Regions from separate parts of the Mus musculus genome. Here region 1 is linked to region 2. Evidence: chromatin contacts called from public promoter capture Hi-C data. All regions are on one chromosome and are shown on one strand. The core of a region is the stretch at or near the end of the contact, and the rest is flanking DNA. Distances in the headings are between cores, read along the strand shown. Region 1 overlaps Stk38 (serine/threonine kinase 38). Region 2 overlaps Brpf3 (bromodomain and PHD finger containing, 3).

Region 1 (3,190 bases), core at 233-2,732, 160 kb before region 2:
ACTGCTTACATGGGGTGCACGGACATACTTGTAGGCAAAACACCCATTCACATAAAACCTAAGTAAGTAAAGTAAAGAAATAATTAAAACACTTAAGAAGTGGGGCTGGAGAGATGGCTCAGCGGTTAAGAGCACTGACTGCTCTTCCAGACGTCCTGAGTTCAAATCCCAGCAACCACATGGTAGCTCACAACCATCTGTAATGAGATCTGATGCCCTTTTCTGGAGTGTCTGAAGACAGTTACAGTGTACTTACATATAATAATAAATAAATCTTTTTTAAAAAATTTAAAAGTGCTGTTTAATTTCTATTTTACTTTATTTCTTCCAAGAAGAAGGTTTATTTTTGTGGGGTTTTTTGTTTTGTTTTTCTGTTTTTTTGACAAAGGGTCTCACACAGCATAGGCAGACTGGCTTCAAGCTGGTGAGAGCTCTGCTTCAGTCCCTCAGTGCTAGGATTACAAGTGGATCTGATGTATAATTTTCATATTAAATGTTGTGATTTTTACTTAGGCTTTCTGAGTCAACTGTCGGGTATTTGCCATAGGTTTAACTCTGGATATTTGCCATGCCTTAAAATGAAACTAAAGGCTTTTACATGTGTTCAACTCGGAGTCAAAGCTGTTGAGCTCTGGAGACAGGTGGAAGTCTTCTCATCGCTGTCACAGCTGTATAGTAGATTTGTTTGTAACATTGAAAGTGTCTGTTTTTGCATGTTTAAGCAATACTAGCTTACATTCAGATGGTCATGCCTTTCTTGTGTGAGTAGTATTTGTGAAGCTTCAGTATGCTGGAAACGAAAATCCTTAGCTTGGCAGTGTGAACTTGACTTACCACATCTTTGGGACCCTTCCAGGTGCGGCTTGTTCAGAAGAAAGACACAGGGCATGTGTACGCAATGAAAATCCTGCGCAAAGCAGACATGCTCGAGAAGGAGCAGGTAACTGAGCGGGAGCTGCCGGCAGTCAGCTTTGGGGGCTTGTTGCCTAATTACACTCTGATGGCTTAGTTGTCTTTATTTTACTACAGTTCTCTCTAGTTAGTTCCCTTATGCATATTGTCCTATTTTTTATCCTCAAAAGATGCACTTGTATATTTAAAAATATAAGTAAGGGACTGGAGAGATGGCTCAGCGGTTAAGAGCTCTGCCTGCTCAATTCCCAGCCACCACATGGTGGCTCACAACCATCTGTAAGGGGAATCTGATGCCCCCTTCTGGCATGTGGATGTATATGCAGCAGAGCACTCATTAAAATAGATAAAATTTTTAAAAAACTACAAGTAAGACCCGTGAATACAGATAGTGTGTTTCACAGTCCAGGCTGTGAGGAAGCAGCTTTGGGTCCTCGATAACCACAGCTACACTTGCAAGAGACCCTCCTTTGAGCTCACGCCTGGTATGATGGGAGTTTTTTGTACTCCTTGGATGGGGATGTAGAACTGGCGAGTCTGAATACACTATAACCTGAACACCTAACCAAAGACGGGTCCTCTGTGAAGCTTACTGATGCGCCAGTTTCTGAATTAATGTGGACAGTGTAAATGGCAGAGCAGCAGAAGGTCTCCTTTATGGTTAGGAACGGTCTTGGGCCGTGGAGCTTCCAGCAGAGTGCTTGTGTATGATGTGCAAAGCCCTGGGCCCTCCCTAGTTAACAGCCCACATTATCCAGTAAGGATGAAGCTCACGATGAAACTAGATCTGACATACATACTTAATGCAAATTCCGTAGGATAGCTTTATTTTTATTTTTTTAAAGTAAGAGTTCAGCCCTTCTGTGGGTCTGTTGAGCTGGTTGCCTCAGAAGAGGTAGCAGTGGGTGACGCTGCAGTTTGAGGCCAGAGATGTTGTGCCAGGCAGAACTCTTCATTTGGAGCCCAGCAGCGAGGATAGAGGCTGTCCCCACATTTAGTGTTCTCTGCCCACTGAGGATTGTAATCAGGGAGCATTTCCTGTCCACATTCAAGTGCCTCTTCAGACCTGTGCTTTGGGGGCTGGAGAGACAGCTGAATGGTTAAAAGAACTAGCTGCTGTTCCAGAGGATCTGGGTTGAATTTCTAGCACCCATATGGTGGCTCTGGAATGGTCACATTCCAGTCCCAGGGAATGTGACACCCTCTACTGGCCTCTTTGTGCAGTGCATGCACATGGTACTCAGACTATACATGTAAGCAAACCAACCATTCACATAGCAGTTATTAAGTCTTTTTTGTTTTTTTTTCTGTTTTACTAGGAAGCCTTGAATTCCTCTTTTTCTTTTCTTTTTTGTTTGTTTGTTTGTTTTTGAGACCGGGTTCCTCATTGTGACCAGCCCTGGCTGTCATACACTTGCTTTGTAGACCAGGCTGGCCTTGACCTTAGAGCTCTACCTGTCTCTGTCTCCTAAGTGTTGGGATTAAAAGTATGCAATACCATGCCCGGCTAAGCCTTGAATTATTTTTATTTCAAATATTTATTTGTTTATTATGTATGTAATGTCCTGGCTGCATGTATGCTTACACACCAGAAGAGGGTACCACATCTCATTCTAGATGGCTCTGAGTCACTACATGGTTGCTGGGAACTGAACTCAGGACCTCTGGAAGAGCAGCCAGTGCTCTTAACCTCTGAGCCATGTATTCAGCCCAAGCCTTGGATTCTTAATTCCAGTTAAAAGTAGATCTTTAACAAATCTTCAGCTATTATTGTAGTTTATGCAAACACCAACTGATATGCGAGTGCCTTACAGCCCTATGTATGTGCTGCCCAGAGGTCAGTGTATGGTGTGGATACATGCTCAGGCTCCAGGAAAGAGGACCAGTTAATCTCTTTGAGGAAAACAATGTCTGTGTTGTTTAGTTAGGATATTTGTGGGTTATGAGTAAGTTTTACAGTATGTATGTCCTATCATTTTAGCCAAAACTCAAAACTCCTGTCAGTTTGTTAGCTGTTCTGAGAGTTAGAAGTGGGGCTGGTGAGGGCTCAGAGTGGGAAGGTGCTCGATGTGAGGTTTTCTGGGAGCTGTGCCTTGCCTTCCATTCACACACAAACATGTGTACACAAAACAAAATATTTAAAGTTAGGAAAGAGAGTGTGGTGGCACACCTTTCTTTCTTTTTTTCTTCTTTCTTTTTTTTCTTTCTTTCTTTTTTAATATTTATTTATTTATTTATTTTCTTTTGTGGTTTTTCCGAGACAGGGTTTCTCTGTATA
Region 2 (3,139 bases), core at 219-2,718:
TATGAAAGGGGACTTTGAGGTCTCTTATGCTCAAGCTTTGCCCAGTGTGGAATCACAGGCTTCTTCCGCTGCCTTCAGATCAAGATGTAGGATTCTTGGCTGCTCTAGCACCAGGTCTGCCTGGATGCTGCCATGCTTCCTGCCATGATGATAACGGACTAAACCTCTAAAACTGTGTGCCAGGCCCAATTAAATGTTTGACTTTATAAGAGCTGCCGTGGTCATGGTGTCTCTTCACAGCAATGAAACCCTGACTAAGACAAAGACAGAAGCCGAGGAGGTAGATAGAATTATTAGCCACTACCAGTGGGAGTGTAAACCAGAACTAACTTCCAGGCAACTTGGCAACTTGTGCCAGAATCCTGCACAGATGTTGCCCCTAGTGGGCGTGCCTGAGAAATAATCACGATCGTGCACCAAGGTAAAGCTAAGATGTTCGCTCACAGCTGCTGACCTCAGAGAAAGAGGAAAGCTACCCGGGGAGCTGGGAAATGGTCAAAGCGTGGTACATGAGAGCAACTGAAAGACGATGCCATCATTAACAAGGGCCAGATGATGTCATCAGTAACAAGGACATGATGATGTCATCAGTAACAAGGACGTGATGACAGGTTTTCATCATGTAAGATGGGCATGTTCATGGAATGCTGGGTAGGGAAAAGGCTAAAGGCGTTCTGCCTCGTACGCGCAGGCATATGCATGGGGAAAGGGGCCGACTGCAGTCCTGAGAGGCCAGGACTGGGGAAGACTCCTAATGCAGTGGCTCAAAACAAAGGCTTTCTTTCCATCATATTATGAGCCCTGAAATCAAATTCCAACCCCAGTGCTTACTGGCAGTAGCTAACAGACCCTGCCTCGTCCCGACAAAACAAGATCAACAATTCTATCGCTGGCATTTCAAGGACTTAGTAGGGCAGATGTTTAATAGTGCCACTAAGCATTATCAGCGTGCTAACCTCACTAACAGTGTTCCTCCTACTCAGAAGCAAGTGAGCAATGCTACAGAAGCCCTAAGCACTGGGTGTCTCTGAACAACTAGAGCCTTTTGTGTGTGGAGAGGGGTGGGTTGCTGGTGCCCCAGAAAAGCTAGGGTAAAGATGGCCCTCCCTCTGCAGCTGACTCCCACCACATTCATCCAATCAGATACTCCCCCAAGGCAAGGCAGGGGCCAGAGCCGCCAGGGGGAGAGGGAACAGGAGGGTGTCGTCTGGGGCAGACTCACCAAGGCAGGGTAGGAGGGGTAGCCTCGGCACTTGGCCCACACCAGCTCCAGGGGCTCCAGGTCTCCGTGGTCTTCAAAGGGCATCAGGAGGCTTCTGCCTGGGGGGTGGGGGAGGGGAGGAGACAGCGCCCAAAGGGGACTTGGCATGGTGCCCCAAAGCCCTTGCCTGCAGCTTCCATCTGACTGGGGCAGCCCAGGATTGAGGCAACAACTCCCTCCACCCTTTCCTCAGGGACTCTAAGACCAGGTCAGGGGTCAGCAAAGTAAATGGCCGAATAGCACATATTTCACCCTTTCAGGAGCCGCACAGTCTCTGCGGCTGCAGCATGGGTATAACCAGAGTCTAAGCAGATGAGCATGTCTCCTCAGCAGTAACTCATGTTTCTGACACTGAAATTTGAATTTCATACAACTTTCACATTATAAAAGACCATCTTTTTTGTAATTTGAGATGTAGGCCCATTTTTAGTTTGTGAGCCACATAAAAACAGACAGCAGGCTATAGTTTACCAACCTCTGACTCTGGATTCTGGGACAGCTTCCCTGGGGGAAAAATAATGGCTTCACCTCCAGGGCCTCTTAAGGAGAAGGGGACATGCCCCAGCTTAAGAAGAGACAGCACTGTCTGCACCCCAGGTTGGGAGTCCCTCTCATGGAAGCTTTGAGGGAAAATTCGGAGAAGGCCATCTCAATAGAACCTGAACACTGCTCTGACCAGGCCACGAGGGGCCATCCAAGCACCTGGCTGCACCACAAACCAGCAGTGCCATGCAGCCGGGCAGGTATTTCCTGACCCTGGGTATCCATCCGGCCTGGGACGGACAGGCTGCACCTCCTTGGCCTCACTCATGCTCTGAGCACCACGAAAACCACATTCTTTCCCGGACACCTGAAACTGTGACCAGGAAGTGACCATTCACCCAGCTAAGGAAAAGGGCTCAAATCTGAGAGCAGAGATGTATAGTTCTTAACTAGGATGAAAAGGAAAGGTGCCATTTCGAGCCAGTGAGCTGACAGTGAACCAGTACAAGCCAGCACCGAGACCAGCTGAGCAGGAACCCGTGAGCCACACAGAGGAGAAACTACAGACTGGTCCGGTTCTCTTGGAATGTGATTCTATCCAATGTCCCAGGAACATTAAAATACGTGTCTGCATCATCTGCTCCAGTAAACTGCTTAGGACATTTATTATAAGAAATTTACTATAGGAGTTCAGGCAAAAGTGTGCATATTGTTTGTGTTAAAGGCTGGAGGTCACCCATTGTCCAGTCACGTCAGCCACAAAGCACTGCTTGTCAGATAGAAGGTTCCAGTAATACAGTGCACAGAAAAACTGTGAGCCAAAAAGGAGGAAATATACAAGCAAAAACTGTGAGCACAAGAGTGTGTGCATCAAGTTGGGCGTGGTGGCGCACACCTTTAATCCCAGCACTCAGGAAGCAGAGGTAGGCCGATTTCTGAGTTCGAGGCCAGCCTGGTCTACAAAGTGAGTTCCAGGACAGCCAGGGCTATACAGAGAAACCCTGTTTGGAAAACAACAACAACAACAAAAAAAGAGTGTGTGTATCATCTGCACTTGTCAAAATGTGACTAAAAGAATCGGAAGCAACCCAGGAACGGGCAGCTGTGTTCCCATGGTGGGCTTCGGGAGTGCAAGTCTTTTTTAATATTGTTTGGCATCATTTTTAGTATGTGGATTTAAAAAGGGAAAAAAATGTCACCACCAGAAGTACAAAGTGTGTCAGATCCACTTCCTGACTTCACGCTCAGACGCACAGAGTCTAGACGTGAGACCTGTCGTCTGTGTGCAGACACTCACAAGAAAGAGAACTCAAAGGCATGCATCTGTCAACAGACATGAGAAAGGCAGAAGGAAGCAAACAGCTGGACCAGGGAAGGAACCCTGTGTTAGAGAGA

What was found. Capture Hi-C pulls out chosen DNA fragments and counts their contacts.
Region 1: a promoter capture Hi-C map of adipose tissue shows a contact between it and region 2. The contact joins two enhancer-like sites. A contact is called at or near these places in 1 of 39 promoter capture datasets (liver), 1 of 115 datasets of contacts at active chromatin or transcription factors (embryonic stem cells) and 4 of 9 other capture datasets (adipose tissue, embryonic stem cells, liver and 1 more).

The regions. Positions count from the first base shown.
Region 1 is chr17:28,985,928-28,989,117 of GRCm38.p6, reverse strand. Stk38 (serine/threonine kinase 38) reads left to right here. Exons shown (of 14, transcript NM_134115.3): 5 at 857-940. Among named protein-coding and RNA genes, the nearest start is that of Stk38, 20 kb to the left of the region's middle. Within about 2 kb of position 1,482, at least 10 of the 459 cell types and tissues checked have an H3K27ac peak or open chromatin away from gene starts, as enhancers often do. A contact at or near this core is called in adipose tissue, where this site is marked.
Region 2 is chr17:28,829,495-28,832,633 of GRCm38.p6, reverse strand. It overlaps Brpf3 (bromodomain and PHD finger containing, 3), which reads right to left. Exons shown (of 13, transcript NM_001081315.1): 11 at 1,223-1,320. Among named protein-coding and RNA genes, the nearest start is that of Gm35883, 7.6 kb to the right of the region's middle. Within about 2 kb of position 1,468, at least 14 of the 459 cell types and tissues checked have an H3K27ac peak or open chromatin away from gene starts, as enhancers often do. A contact at or near this core is called in adipose tissue, where this site is marked.